Linked DNA regions of Sus scrofa: all the other regions are linked to region 2. The links are chromatin contacts, called in public Hi-C and HiChIP or PLAC-seq maps. All regions are on one chromosome and are shown on one strand. Each heading gives the region's core, a stretch centred on a gene start, on an enhancer-like site or on the middle of the called end of the contact. The rest is flanking DNA. Distances are from core to core; before and after follow the strand shown. Region 1 holds the start of PRKD2 (serine/threonine-protein kinase D2). Region 2 holds the start of DACT3 (dapper homolog 3). Region 3 holds the start of CALM3 (calmodulin 3).

Evidence for each region. Hi-C and Micro-C count contacts between places; a contact is called where the count stands out from the background. HiChIP or PLAC-seq counts read pairs in DNA pulled down with a chosen protein or histone mark.
Region 1: a contact with region 2 is called in an H3K27ac HiChIP or PLAC-seq map of skeletal muscle, with 3 times the contacts expected there. The contact joins the promoter of PRKD2 here to the promoter of DACT3 in region 2. A contact is called at or near these places in 3 of 5 promoter capture datasets (fetal liver, fetal skeletal muscle and liver), 5 of 47 Hi-C or Micro-C datasets (blood, embryonic fibroblasts, heart right ventricle and 2 more) and 1 of 2 datasets of contacts at active chromatin or transcription factors (skeletal muscle).
Region 3: a Hi-C map of epiblast stem cells shows a contact between it and region 2, with 2.2 times the contacts expected there. The contact joins the promoter of CALM3 here to the promoter of DACT3 in region 2. A contact is called at or near these places in 10 of 47 Hi-C or Micro-C datasets (brain, embryonic fibroblasts, epiblast stem cells and 5 more) and 1 of 2 datasets of contacts at active chromatin or transcription factors (alveolar macrophages).

The regions. Positions count from the first base shown.
Region 1 is chr6:52,597,339-52,602,032 of Sscrofa11.1, reverse strand. PRKD2 (serine/threonine-protein kinase D2) reads left to right here and starts at 2,889. Exons shown (of 18, transcript XR_002344708.1): 1 at 2,889-3,897. It overlaps STRN4 (striatin-4), which reads left to right. Exons shown (of 17, transcript XM_021094615.1): 17 at 1-99.
Region 2 is chr6:52,552,258-52,557,086 of Sscrofa11.1, reverse strand. DACT3 (dapper homolog 3) reads left to right here and starts at 2,829. Exons shown (of 4, transcript XM_003355955.4): 1 at 2,829-3,418. The coding sequence starts at 3,005.
Region 3 is chr6:52,503,747-52,508,879 of Sscrofa11.1, reverse strand. CALM3 (calmodulin 3) reads right to left here and starts at 1,901. Exons shown (of 6, transcript NM_001244209.1): 1 at 1,734-1,901. The coding sequence starts at 1,736.

The sequences.
Region 1 (4,694 bases), core at 1,640-4,139, 45 kb before region 2:
CCCTCAGCCCCCTTCCAGGTTCCTGTTTATAAGCCCCATCCCTTCTGCCCTGGACTTGTTGTATGTGAAACTTGTCTCAATAAACCCTTTGGAGTAAGACGGGTGGCAATGCTGACTGTTGAGGGGACTGGGACTTTCTCAGGGAAGTAACTGGCGCTGGGTGGGGCTTGGAGAGAGGGGATATGATGGGTTGGGGTTTTGTGGTAGGGCGGGGGTGCCACAGAGGGGCCCAGAGCTTGGGTGGGGTGTGGGTGGAGGGACGGAAGTAGGGGCACAGGACCGAATCTCCCTGGGCCCCTCCTTTCTGTCCCTAAGCGCTCCCTCCCCAGGGGCTGCAGAAGCCGCCCGGGGAAGAGCCCTGACTAGCAGATGATGTGATGTGACACTTCAGCTCAAGACTCCTCCTGTCGTGTCCCCCCCACACCCCACCTGGTGCCATGTGTGCTGGATGGTTGGTGGTGGGGCCAGAGTGCTAACGTGCAGCACGGAAGGCCCCCTCTCCCTGGCCCATGCCTGGGCCTCATGGAGCGGGAAGGGAGATCCAGGACCTGCCCGCGTGGACCCCCCTGCCCAGCTGGGAGCTGTCCCAAGGAGGAGGTGCGGGCACCCTGCCAAGTCCACTCCCTTCTCCCTTCCCTGAGGGACCAAGTCGCAGTGGTGGGCTGTGCCCTCAGCAGGAGCCAGCCCCTGTGCTAGGCTCATCCTGAGCCATTTCACTAGGTCCTCACTTCGAAATAGGGAGCAGAGCCTTATGCATGTGTTACAGAGGATGAGAGGCGGGAGTGGGGGCTCAAGGAGCTGGCTGTTGGCCCGGCATGTCGTCGCAATTCCCATCCAGGCCCTTGGGACTCCCTCTGCTTGCTGCTAGGAGGCCTCCACCCCTACCAGCCAGGGGCACCTCCCTGAGCCTCAGTGTCCCCTGTAAATAGGGCATGATTGTAATGCCCATCCGTGTCACACGGCCACACGCCAGTGCCCAGAACAGGGCCTGGCTCCTGTCCAGGGCCCCTGGGAAAAAGAACAGCTGAAGGCCTGGGAACTCACGTTAGTATTTCACTGTGATGGTTGTCCCCCTGCCTGGACAAAGGGTACAGGTGGGCAGATGGCCATCAGATGACACGGAAAGGAACCCAGCTATGGGTGCCATGCAGCCTCGCTCCCCCCTCATTCCTCAGCTCTGTGTAGCTTCCCCAGGTGGTGGTTTAGGTTTTCGCTCCAGCCTTAGACTTCCTTCCCCAGCCCCAGCCAGCCCCCGGATGTGGTGACAGAATCGCTACTGTACCGACCTCAGCTGCCCCCAACAGCCCTTTACTGGGAAAGGGGGCTCATCTTGAGGTCCTCATTCCTAACCAGCCCTGCTGGTCTGGAACCCAAGCAGCGGTGGCCCATCTCCACTGGGATGCCTCTGCAGCTCAACCAGGCCTTGGCCTCGTGAAGAAGCCGTGGGTGGTAGCAACCCGCCTGGTAATCCTGGACATGTCACTTTGCCTCTCAGAGGGTTCAGCTTCCTGTATGTAAACGAAATGGTAGCAACTTTTTTTTTTTTTTTTTTTTTTTTTTTTGCTTTTTAGGGCCGCACCCTCAGCATATGGAAGGTCCCAGTCTAGGAGCTGAACTGGAGCTGCAGCTGCAGGCCTACACCACAGCCACAGCAACTTGGGATCCCAGCTGCATCTGCAACCTATGCCACAGCTCACGGCACCTCTGGATCCTTCACCCACTGAGCGAGGCCGGGGATCAAACTCGCATTCTCATGGATACTAGGCGGGGTTTCCTTCCACTGCGCCACAATGGGAAGGTCCCACCACTCTATTATTAGCTGGGGAGGAGAAATCAAGTCCGAATTGCTCCTAGAGGAGGCATTTTATGACAGCCTGACACAGAGTAGGTAGGGCCTCAATCCATATTTGTGGAATGACTGAATATACCCTTCCATAAACACCCCAGCGCTTCAACGTGCTCACCGGCTTATCTGAGCACTAGAGCCAGAGCCATCATCACTCCACGTCTGCTGTGTTTCGGTCACCCTTCTACTATCTCATTAATCCCCACAAAGACCCTCTGGAGTCAGTCCTAATATTTTCCCATCTGACAGAAAGGCTCAGAGAGCAGAGGCCACCAACCTAAAGTTACACAGGGGAAGACACGTGCACACTTCCCCGTGAGAACAATGGGCTCTCCAGCTACAAAGTGTGGGTGTGATGCTCCCTTGCTGCTATGGCCCTTCCAGCCACCCCCAGGCCTTTCTTTGGCTCTTCACCCTAAGAACTGGGGTGGAGTGGGGAGCTGACAGATGGAAAATATCCCCCTTCTCCACCTGCCCTGTGCCTGACTGCCTGCACAGCCCTGGCTCCTCCTGTTTGCTCCTGGCTCTTTGGCCAAGGTCGCTGGAGAGAGACCAGAGGCAAGAACCTCTGCCCTCAGGAAGCCTCGGTCTTCCCACCTGTGGAATGGACTGGGGCGTGGCGACACTCTGGGAAGAGGGAAGCCCAGCTCGGAGAGCGGGCCGGCTCTGACCCCGTCTCCCACCCTTTCCCCTGCGGTGGGCGCCGGATGCAAGCCCCGCGAGACGGCCCCCTTCCTTAAAGGGCCAGGCGCCTCCTCAGCCCCGGCATCGCGCCCTGTGGTGGTGTGCGGGTGGCTCGCCCCTCCTTCTCTAGGTCAGAGAAAAGCCGACTTTCCCGACCTGAGTGCGTTGGGGGGTAGGAATCAGTGTCGCCTCCGGATCCGCCTCGCCTCCCAGGTCCCCAGACCCGGTCGGGGGCGGGCAGGGGGGGTGCCACCCCCAACTCGGAGGCGCTGAGCCCGCCCTCCTCTTCCGTCCCCGGCCCCTCAGCAGGCTCCGCCCTCTCTGACGTCATCGAACCCAGCGCCGGTTGGCCAACTGCGCCGTCGCTCCGGACACTTCCTCCTGGGCCGCCGCAGCGGAGTTAAACTTTGGAGGGGGAAAAAGAGCCCTGGGCGCCCGGCCACCTTCCTTTGCCCCACCCCCACCCCGCCACCCCACTGCCGCCGGTAACACCCCCTTCTCCGCGGTCCCGACCGAATTTTTCTCCTACTTCCGAAACCCGTGAGATTTTCCCACCTTAGCACCCCGGCCCTCGGAATCCCTTTGCCCATCCCCGGGCCCGCTGTCGGATCCCCGGGATCCACTCGAATCCCGTCTCTGAGGCTCCTGCTCTCCATCCCCAAGGTCTGGTGAATCCCTCGGGCCCCCTTAGATGAGTCCTCTTAGAGCCACTGTGTTGGCTTCCCCTGCTCCCTTTCCAGTTTCTTCTCTCCCCATGGCTCCTTTAGATCCTGAGCTCTTCTGCTCCCCATGACCCCGACCTGCTAGATTTTCTTCTTTGGTTTCTTGGATTCCCCTGGTCGCTGGGTACCCCCAAACCATTAGCTTTCTACTGTCTGATCGTCTGTGATCCCTTGATTCTCGGGCGGGCATCTGATCCACTAGATAGCTTTTCTCTATCTCCCAGGGTCTCACCATCCTCCAGTCCCCTCAACCTGCCAGGTTTCTCTTCTCAGAGCCCCGGGATCCCCGCGGTCTAACCACCAGCTTACAAGATTCCTCGGACCCAGTGACCCGAGCCTCTCTGCCCAGGCTCCTCCAGCCGGATCCCGGGTGGAAGACGGGCGGCTGGTCCCGGGCCTCGCCCTATGGCCGCCGCCCCCTCCCATCCCGCTGGGCTCCCGGGCTCTCCCGGCCCAGGGTCTCCTCTGCCCTCCGGCGGCTTGGAACTGCAGTCGCCGCCACCGCTGCTGCCCCATGTCCCGGCCCCGGGCTCCGGGGTCTCCTTCCACATCCAGATCGGGTTGACCCGCGAGTTCGTGCTGTTGCCCACAGCCTCCGAGTTGGCCCATGTGAAGCAGCTGGCTTGCTCCATCGTGGACCAGAAGGTGAGAGCGTAGTGTTCCCCCCCTCGTCCAGCTCGGGGAGAGGTCTAGAGGAGGGGAGCGCTGGCAGAGGCGACCTGGAGCACAGCGTAGGGGAGGAGGGAGGGGGGGGAGCTAAGCCTTTGGTGAGTGAGGTGTGGGCCTAGGGCTTGGGCCCCCAGGTGTCTCCTCACCTGACTACCCATTTGAGGGAGGCCCCAGGGGTGGGGTGCCCCAGAGGCCTCCCCAAATTGCATGTCCCTGCATGTTGTTGTTTGCAGCAGACAGCAGGGAGGAAGGGATGGGCGGGCCAGGTGTAGAAGCCTAGAGGAAGGGGTGAGGGGGGCGGGGGGGGGGGACACCTCCCTGCCTGGCCAGTCCAGGCCTCCCATTTGGTGGAAAGAGTAGATATTGAAGCCAGGCTGGCCATGGCGATCAGGTGACATGTGTGGGTGTGGGTGCCCGCACTAGCTGCCAGGGCCGAATGAGGTCTCAGAGTCCAGTCTCTGCTCCCGTCCCAGGCCTGAGGTGTGTGCGTGTGTGTGGAGGGGCCTCTTGACAATCCTCAAAGGCTCTGAGGTTTCTGCCCCCTTTCCTGATCAGTGTCCCCACCCCTCCGTTCTGAGATTGGTTTGTTAAAACGGGCCTTCCCCACCACCCACTCTTAGCTTTGGATATCAGGGGTCACCAAGGTGGGAGCCTAGCGGGGCGGGGGGGGGGGTGTCACTGCAAAGGAAAATCCGGTGGGACTCAGTGCTTGAATCCTAGAAAGCTGAAAGTTAGACTGAATAGTGGGCTTCTCTATTGTGGGAATTGTGGAC
Region 2 (4,829 bases), core at 1,580-4,079:
TATCTCATCATTAATTTCATCTTCACCCAAGACTGAAATGCAACTCCAGTGGTTCCTGGGTCTGTTGCGGGTTGAATTGTGTCTGCCCCAAATGTATGTTAAAGTCTTATCCCCCAGTATCTGAGAATGTGACCTGATTTGGAAAAGAGAATCATTGCAAATGGATTGAGCCTTGTCCCATGTACCGCCCTTCAAGACCCCTCCCAACTCAGTGCTCTCGTAACAGGAACTTCTCCCTACTCCAACCATCTATGACTCCAGATTCATGTGCTTCTAAAGCTTCCCTAATGGCCCCTTCATGGGCCTCAGTTTCCACAATCACTGAATTTTACTGACGCCTTAACAACCCTAATGACAGGAACCGCCTCCTCATTGAACTCACCTGGGTTTCCCAGCGATCACAATATTACCAATCCTGAGTCAACTGGTGCTGCTGATGATACCTCTCAGTATCCGTGGCTTGTGTCTCTTATGATTCATCTCACGGTCCCAGTCCTATCCTTGCATCTTGGTTTTCCACCTTTAATCAATATTTGTTTTTTCTTTTTCTTTTTCTTTTTTCTTTTTTTTTGGTCAAGCCCATGGCATGCAGAAGTTCCCAGGCCAGGAATCAAACCCGAGCCACAGCAGAAACCCAAGTCACAGCAGTGACAATGCCAGGTCCTTAACCCACTGAGCCACCAGGGAACTCCTAACATTTGTTTTCTGACCAAATAAATAAGGCAATGGTTTCCGTGAGTCTTGGGATGCCCCCAATGATGTGTAATTTACATGTGGAGACTTTGCAGCCATTAGTGTTTCAGTGTCCCTTCAGTCTATCAATACCTGAACTTCACTCTTTCTCCTGCCAAACCCCTAACTCACAAATGTAAGAGATCTGCCAAATCTTGGGAGGCAGACACTCATGCATATGATCTCCTTTTTCTCGTTCACCTTGGAACAAGAAACCAAACGCTTGGGAGTAAACTCTTAAGGGTTTAATATGGCTTCTGACCACGTGTGGGCAACTCTTATACCCAGGTTGGGGGCTTCCAGGAAAGGGACTTGTATGCTGTGGTTGGAAGCAACCACTGCACGTTCATTCCCAGGAATTCGACAGATGTCATCAACATCAAAAGGCCGACAAGGAAATCCACAGAATAGCTACTGCTCTGACTCCACCAACCAAAGATCTCTCTTCACTGATTACTTGGAACCCTCTCAACTGGCTGTCCTCTGGTCTCAAGTCTGGGTTTTACTCCCTTATTCAACCATTAATAATGCTCTTTTTTTTTATTGCTCTTCTTAGAAATACCCATTTTCAAATGGCTGGTGAGCAGAACACTAAATCACCTCAAGATCCAACATTTTTGCCAGCAAATGGCTCGACTGGTTTTATACAAACAGCAGGGATGTAAACCAATCCTGACATCACCCCAGACACTAACTACTAAGAAAATCTTGTTTGAAAGCAAGCTCTCCATATCCCCCTTCATCAATCAGATCATCTCCCCATCGCTGGTGAATTCAGGCAGTTTACGACAGTCTAGGTCTGTCTTAAACAAGAAAGGGATTGAATAGTTTGTCTCTACTAAAATCCAGATTCATTTTTCTCCTTGGGACCAGCTAGATGATTTTTTTATTTATTTATCAGATCCCTCTGTGACTTTATACATGGAAGGCACTGCTCCAAGCACCTGACAGACATCTCAGTCCTCGTAACAACTGTGAGATAGGAAGTATTACATAGCTAAGGAAACTGAGGCACAGAAAGGCTAAGCACGTTTCCCAAGGTCGCACAGCTGGAAAGTGGCAGAGCTGAGGCTCACCCCAGGCAGTTTGGTTCTGGAATCTTTGCTCCCAGAAATTGCCTCTTCAGCTCAGGACCAGGTCATCTGGTGCACGGGGTATCATAAAAGAGGGAGCTTCTTACATGATTTTCTGGGCCTTGGCTGTTAGGGAGTCAAGGTCTATCTGAGAAATGGGCATGAACTTCGGAGCTTGATCCTCAAGGTTGTAGGTACTCGCACTCGGCGTAGTGACACAGGTTGGCCGCCTGAGGGGGCGCTAGCCCCGCTTGCCGAGCCAGGGAAGGGAGGAGGGAACCTTGGTAACGAATGTCAGGCTCAGACTTTTCTGAACCATAGAACGTTGAGAACAGAGCATCTTAGAAGGCTGAGAACAAAGCCTCTTAGAACATAGAACAAAGGCCCCTGGAATCGTAAAATGGTGAGCGCAAAGCCTCACAGCATCTGTGAGACAAAAGATGCTAAGATTCTGTTCGGGTGGAATCATAGAATTACACCCATGGTTTTACACTTCCAGAATTTGGGACATGCTCTCAGAAGTAAGACTGGCTACCAGAGCAAAACGAAAATGCGGGGCCCCTTGTTCAAAAAATGAAAAATCCAAAACTAACAGCAGAATGTTAAACCAAGTTTGGGGCCTTTCTAAGCCGGCCAGTGAAGCTCGCCCCGCTTAGAAGCATTAGTTTATGGGAGGATGTCGGAAGTTGCCCTGGCCCTCTAGTTTTACAGCTGAATGTCTCGGAAGGCTTCCTGGAAGGGGAGGCAAAATCTGGACTCGATTCTTAACCCTTTCCGCCCCCTTGCGCATCTTCAGAAGCAGAAGGTTAGGAAGGGCGGAGGGAGAGGAACTGCTGCCAAAATGTCACGTGCACCCATTCTCTATTTATAGATCACCCCTGCCCCTCTCGCGGGACAGTCCAATGGTAGCCTGAGCTCTCCCGCAAGGGGGCGGAACCAGCTGCGGGGACCCGGGAGATACGGACCAATAACATTGGAACAAGGGCGGACTTGTTTCATTGTGACGTGTGGGGGCGTGGCCAGGGCCCTATGGCAGGCGAGAGGCGGGGCGTGGCGAGGCGAGGTGGCCGGTAAGCCGAGCGAGTAGGCAGCTGCGAGCATACGTTGCGTTGAGGGGCGCGGGTGCACAGCCGAGTATCTTCGTAAAGGGAGGGTACCGGCCAATAGGCGATGGTTGCTCTGTCGCCGGGGGCGTGGCCATGCAGATAAGGCGCGGGTGGGCGGCCCAATGGACGGGCGCCTATGCAGATGAGACGGTGACAGCCGGGCCAGCGGGCGGGCGGGCGGGCTGTTGGGGCGGGGAGGTGGGACCGGGAGAGGGGTGGCCGCGGGGCCCGGCCGGGCTGGGGCGGGGGGCCGCAGCCATGATCCGGGCCTTCTCGTTCCCGGTGAGCCCCGAACGGGGTCGGCTGCGGGGCTGGCTGGAGGGCAGCCTGGCCGGGCTCTGCGAGTTACACTGGCTCCGGGAGAGGCAGGAGTACCGCGTGCAGCAGGCGCTGCGGCTGGCCCAGCCCGGAATGGGGGGCGCCGAGGCCGAGGACGAGGAGGACGCCGACGAGGACGAAGATGCGGCGGCGGCGCGCCGGGCTGCAGCAGCCCTGGAAGAGCAGCTGGTGAGGGGCCGCCTGTCCGTCTGTCCCTCTGCCCTCGTCTGTGTCTGTCTCTCTGTCTCGGTTGGATGCTCAGACACCCGTCCGGGTGGGGGAGGGAAGAGGGGGAAAAGAGAGGGGGGGTGGGGCTGGAGAGTCTGGGCGGCGGGTGGGATCAGGCCTCCCTGCCCCCAGACTGGGGAAGGGGACTGCATCGCCTCCGCCGGACCCTCGTGTGATGCAAAAGCCCATTCCCTACACCCCTTCCCCAAAGCGAATCCATCTGGGCGCCAAGTATGTGTCAAGCCCGGGCTGAGTGTTAGGCAGGCGTTGTCCTCTTGCTGCTTGGAGGATAGGGGGTGATAGTTCTCATTTCAGAAAGCAACAAAACGGAGGCTCAGAGAGGGCCAGCGACTCACCCAAGGTCACACAGCGGGATCCAAGCACGCCCCTCTCCCAGCCTCCATACCAGGGCTCCGTCTTCCTAAGTCCTAGTGTGCTTGGAGATCTCCGGAGGGGGCGGGGTGGGGGGAGGGGATCCTCGGGCCTCCTGAGGAAGGGATTGCTGCTGAGAGGAAGCTCGCAGCCCTTTAGGACCCCATGGTGATCTTGATCCTCTGGTAACACTTTCCTACCTGGTCCCAGTTCTGGTTAACCCAGGAGGTGGCAGATTGAGGCAGCCTGGGGGTCTGACTTCTAGATTCCCTGGGCGCTCTGAGGGTGGAAGATAAGCCAAAGGTCTCCAGAATGACTTAAGGAGCATCGTCGCACCTTTCTCCTTTATGTCATTTCTTAATTCTCCTGACGTCTTCCTGGGTTTCTTGCACTCCCCCCCCGCCCCACAGCCATTTCTCTGTGACTTTCTGTATCTCTTTCTCTGTCTTTTGCCATCCTCTGTCTCTGTCTGCCTGGTCTTCCCTTCTTGCATTTCTGCACCTCACTCTCTTCTCCTGCCCCACAGTCCCTGTCCCTCTCCCACCCCCCACCGCCTGCCAGGCCCCAGACTCTGGCTCCACTTGCGGATCCCATCCCCAAGCCTGTGTGTGGTCAGAGCTTCCCGTTTGGGGAAACCTGAGCCGAGGTAGCAGGGGGGAGGGGGCTCTCCCTGCCGCTGACCCCGACTGCCCCCTCCCCAGATGGGGAATGGGGAGGAAGACTGAAGCCAGACTCTGGGGCCGCAGCGGCGGGGAGAGGGACCCTGCACATTCTTCTCTGGAAACAGAAACAGCTGTGGGAAGCCCCACCCCCCCTCCCAAAGTTAGAGCCGCGTGGTGGGGGCCTTCACCAGCTCTCCCCACCCCCCAGGCTGGCTGGGCTTGGGAAGGCACCTCCCACCCCTCCGAGGAAAAGAAGGCTTGGGGATGGGCCAGCTGTGTCCTGCCTCCCTGCCCCTCAGCCTCTCCCTCTCTCTGCCTCAGTCTCCCCCTCCTCTGCC
Region 3 (5,133 bases), core at 652-3,151, 47 kb after region 2:
CTGATACACAGCAGCGGCTGCCTGTTCTCCCTGGCCTTGCCAGGGAGGATGGCTGCACCTGGTTCTGAGGCCAGGCCTGGGGGGCTGTGGGTGTTGTGGGTGGCAGAGACTAGAAAAGAACTCGTTCGCTGGTTTTCTCTCAAAGCCCTAGCTGTGTGAATTCACAGAAGCACTCAGTGAGGGCCCTGAACGGAACAAGTGGACCTCAGGCCGATGAAGGGGTCCCTTTGGAGGTTCTCTCTGGTCAAGCTCTGCAGCCCCCACCCCGAGGCCACAGGAACAGGCGTCTGATTGTCACTGACGCCACACTGTACTGCACTGTCATTTGGCACAAGCGAGGAGATGCAGAGCAGTGCGTGGAGCTGGAGACCACGAGAAAACCAACACTCCTGTTTGGAGAAACCAGCTCTCTTGGTCTGAAAGGGCCATCAAGGGGGTGAGGTTCAAGGCTTAAAAAGCTGGCTCATTTGATGCATCCCAAACTTTGATTTCCCCACCCCCATTTCATGCAGCTTCAGTGCGCAATAGAGGCCGGAACAACTCCGCCCACTGGCTCCCACTGCCTGGTGCCCTCTGCCCAGCCCCATCTTATGAGAAGGGGACCCTAGACCCACTCTCTCTGGCCTCTGCAGCCAGCCGCCCCCCATCCAGAATGAGCAGTCTTTGTCCCGGCTTTGCCCTGGAAACTTCCAGGAAGCTACCCACATCCACCTTCAAACCTAGGCCAACCTCAGCTGCCATTCATTTGCTCCAACATGTCTGCGGATCTCCTTCCACCACCCAAATCAAAGTGCTCGCCCACCCCTCACCTTGGAAACCCACCCCCTCGTGAACCCAAACACAACACTCCTCCCCACTCCTCTCCCCCCAAAACCAACCTCCTGTCCTAGTTTACCAGCCTTAACCCACTGGTAACCTCAGAATCTTCCCTGGCTGCCCCCCAACATCAACCACAGGGCCCCCGGACCCCGCACCACTGGCAAGCACGCTATCCCCTTTTAACCACTTCCCGACCCCAATCCTTTCCAGTCCCCATAGACTTCAGAGCATCTTCTAACCTCTGTCGCCACCCACCCTAGGCTCTTCCTCCCCAAGCTTGCACCTCACCCTCCTCCTTCTTCCTCTGCAATGTCTCTGGAGAACCTCCTTCTCTCCCCTCGAGGGTCTGGTCTGCAGGAGTGACCCCCACCTCCCTGGTCCCAGGAGCACCCCTCCCCACCCAGGCCCAGTTATCCACGGCCCCCTTTTGGGGAGCTCCCTAGCAGCCTGGCTTCCTTCCGATCCCCCTTCCCTGCATCCTCTCAGGACCCAAAGCCTTTATCAGGGCACAGATCACCCCCTTCTCTAGCCAACGTTTCTTCCCTCGCTCCCCTGGAATTCAAACACCCCACTTCGGGGACCAAACGCCTCATTCTGGGTCCAGGAGCCCTTCCCATTTGAGGGTCCAGATGCTCCATCCCGGGTTCCAGTGCCCCCCTTGGAGGACTCAGGTGCCCATTCTGGGGTCTAACTACCCCATGCTATACTTCTGGAAGACCCCCAAAGCCCTTGTGGGATCCAAATGTCCCGCTCTGGGTTCCAATGCCCCCGACTGAGGAGCAGAGAGGGGTCCAGAGGCGCTCGCTGGGGCCGAAACGCTCCCCCATTCTGGGTCCGCTCGCGCTCTCAGGGGTCCTGCCCCTCCGTGCCCGCCTCAGAGCCCCCGGCCTCGGCGGCCTCTCAGCCTCACTCACCATGGCGAGGCCCGGGGTGTCCGGAGCGCGGGGGTCAAGGTTCCTCCGGCGGCGGCAGCAGCTGCAGCAGCTCGAGCTCCGCCGCGCGTCCGCGCCTCCACACTCACTGCCCGCAGCGCGCGCCGCCGCCGCCGCCGCCCGCCCCAACGGTCCCTCAACGGCCGCCGCGCGCGCCCCGCCCCGCCCCGCCCGGCCCCGCCCCGCACGCGCGTCGCCGCACTGCGGCTCCCACGGATCCCTCCGCGCCTCCCTCCGCACCACCGGGCCCGCGGATCTCTCGCTCTCGGTTCGCGCAGACCTGTGTTTACGGCCGGCCGCGCGGGCACCCGCGCGGGACTACTTTCCGTCGCCGCGCGCCCCGCCCCCGTGCGGCTTTACTTTTCCCCTCGGCGGAGGGGCACCTTACGGCGGCGCGTGACGCGTCCCTGTGTGAGACGCGCCACTATTGGGCCCGGGTTATGGCGGAAATGAAAGCGCGGTGCCGATTGGTCCGGCCTTCCCTGCAATGCGTCAAATTGGGGCGAGCCACTGTGTGGTGGTGGTGGGGATTCTGAAATGTGTGGCTGCGTGGAGCCGTGAGGTGTAACGAGGCGAAGGGGAAAACTCTGTGACTGTTAGAGAAGCAACTACATAGTCTTTGCAGTCAGAGAGTAGTAAGAGGGCTGGTGGAAGATGCAGAAGCTCTTTCTCGGCTCTCCCCTCTAACAGATGGAAGATGGTGCAATCCAAAATGCTGGCCTGGAAGCTCCGCCCCTAACTGGACCCTCCGAGTTGGCGGGGTCTACAAGGTTCAGCTGGTTACTTAGAACTTCCACCTGTTGGGGCCAGGTGTCTCCACCCTGAGACACACTCTACAGGTGTGCAGAACGCCTGTCCCCCTGATTGGCCCAAGGTCTGTGAAGCTGGGGCCACCCCGGGACGATCTCTGGGAATATGGCATTAATTCAGCCTTCAATTAAGCCTAAATTGAGCGCCTCCTGTAAGGCTGGACCAGTGTACTTGGCTTGGCTGGGGAGCCCAGACTTGCACTGTCTTATTGTGTTGTAGACCACCTGACTCTTGCACTCCTTGTGCCTAGGTTCCAACCATAGGAGGAAAAGAGTGTGAAGGTTAACTGTGACTGTTTCCTGGAGCTCAGAAACAGTTGTGAGCGGTCATTTGATTGAATTGTGGTTAAAAAGGATGTGTGCAGAAGCGATATGTGAAACTTTTGGACATGCCCTTAAGGGGGTGGAGAGCATGCTGTCCTTTCTCTCACCTTGCCTGCTGATGGAACAGCCTGGTAGGCATTAGAGGAGAGACCAATGGGAGCAAACTCACCTAAGATCTGGATGATTTTCTGGAGCAGAGCTCACCTTTTTGTCCCCAGTGCCAAAATTTTATGCAAGAGAGAGAGACTTTTTTTTTTTTTTTTTTCTTTCTAGGGCCACACCTGTGGCATATGGAGGTTCCCAAGCTAGGGGTCAAATTGGAGCTACAGCTGCTGGCCTACATCACAGCCACAGCAATGAGAGATCCCAGCCACATCTGCAACCTACACCACAGCTCAGGGCAATGCCAGATCTTTAACTCACTGAGCAGGGCCAGGGATCGAACCTGCATCCTCATGGATCCTAGTCGGGTTCATTAACTGCTGAGCCACGACGGGAATTTTGAGGAATACATTTCTCTATGGCTTAAGTCACTGTTATTTTGGGTCACTGTGTTATAGCAGCCAAACATGAACGTGTTCCCTTTTTGGTTAGTGCCCTTGCATTGGTGGAAGCTGACTCGGATGCCTGCTTTGGGGGAGGACCTGTGGTTCAGGTGTAAACCATCAACTTTTCTTATTTCCATACCTCTGACTGGTTCAGAGCCAATTGTGTGTGCATGTGTGTGCATGTGTGGCATAATTTATTTATCTATCTATTTTTATTTATTTTTTTACTGTGGCATGTGGAAGTTCCTGGGCCAGGGATTGAACCCATGCCACAGCAGTAACCCGAGCTGCTGCAGTGACAACGCCGGATCCTTAATCCACTGCACCATGGGGAACACCACAGCATAATTTACATTCAGTGAAATGCCACAGGGAATTCCTGTCGTGGCGAAGTGGAAACGAATCCGACTAGGAACCACGCACGAGGTTGCAGGTTTGATCCCTGGCCTTGCTCAGGGGGTTAAGGATCCAGTATTGCTGTGAGCTGTGGTGTAGTTCTTAGACTCGGCTCGGATCTGGCATTGCTGTGGCTGTGATGTAGGCTGGTGGCTGTAGCTCCAATTAGACCCCTGGGAACATCCATATGCTACGGGTGCCACCCTAAAAAAGCAAAAAAAAAAAATTAAAAATAAAAATAAATAAATAAATAAAACAAAAATTAAGAGAAAAATAAAAAGGTTTTAGGTATTCAGCTCAGTGAGGTTTTTTGTTGTTGTTGTTCTTTTTTGTTCTTTTTAGGACCACACCCAAGACATATGGAAATTCCCAGGCTAGGGGTTGAATACACCCCTGGCCTATGCCACAGCCACAGCAATGCTAGACCTAAGCCCTCTCTGCGACTTACACCATAGTTCACGGCAACACCAGATCCCTAACCCACTGAGCAAGGCCAGGGATTGAACCTGGGTCCTCATAGATACTAGTCAGATTCCTTTCCACTGAGCCACAGTGTGATCTCCCAGCTCAGTGAGTTCTGACAATTCCATATACCTGTGTAACCACCGCCTAAGACGAGCTGTACGTTTCCATCATCCCAGAATTTAGCTCCTCTGTGGCCCTTCCCAGTCAATTCCTGTCCCACTCAACCAAAATGTTTCTGGCTTCTGTCATTAGAAATTCGTTTTGCCTATTCTAGAGTTTTGTAGAAATGGAATTGTATGGAATGCATTTTTTTGGTTGGACCAATGTAATATTTTGGAGCAAAAGTTCCATGGACCATACTTATACTCAAATATCTATTTTTGTTGTTGATCTGGAATTCACATTCAACTGGATTCCTGTATTTCTTTCTTCTTTTTGTGTGTGTGTGTCTTTTTAGGCCCACACCCAGGGCATATATAGGTTCCCAGGCTAGGGTTCTAATCAGAGCTACAGCTGCTAGCCTTCACCACAGCCACAGCAATGCCAGATCCTTAATGCACTGAGCAAGGCCAGGGATCGAACCCACAACCTCATGGTTCCTAGTCGGATTCGTTTCCTCTGTGCCACAATGGAAACTCCCAATTCCTGCATTTCTAATTGCTAAATCTGATGATCCTGACCTCAAAACCCCTTCTTTCCACTGCTGGGGAATAATCTTGGTGACCTCACAGGGGATCTCCTGCCCTTCCAAATCTTAGGTTGTCCTATGCTCCAGAGAGGCAAGAATCTTGATGTAGCTTCAAATCTTCTGAGCTTTAGGAATGATCAATAAACTAAGGC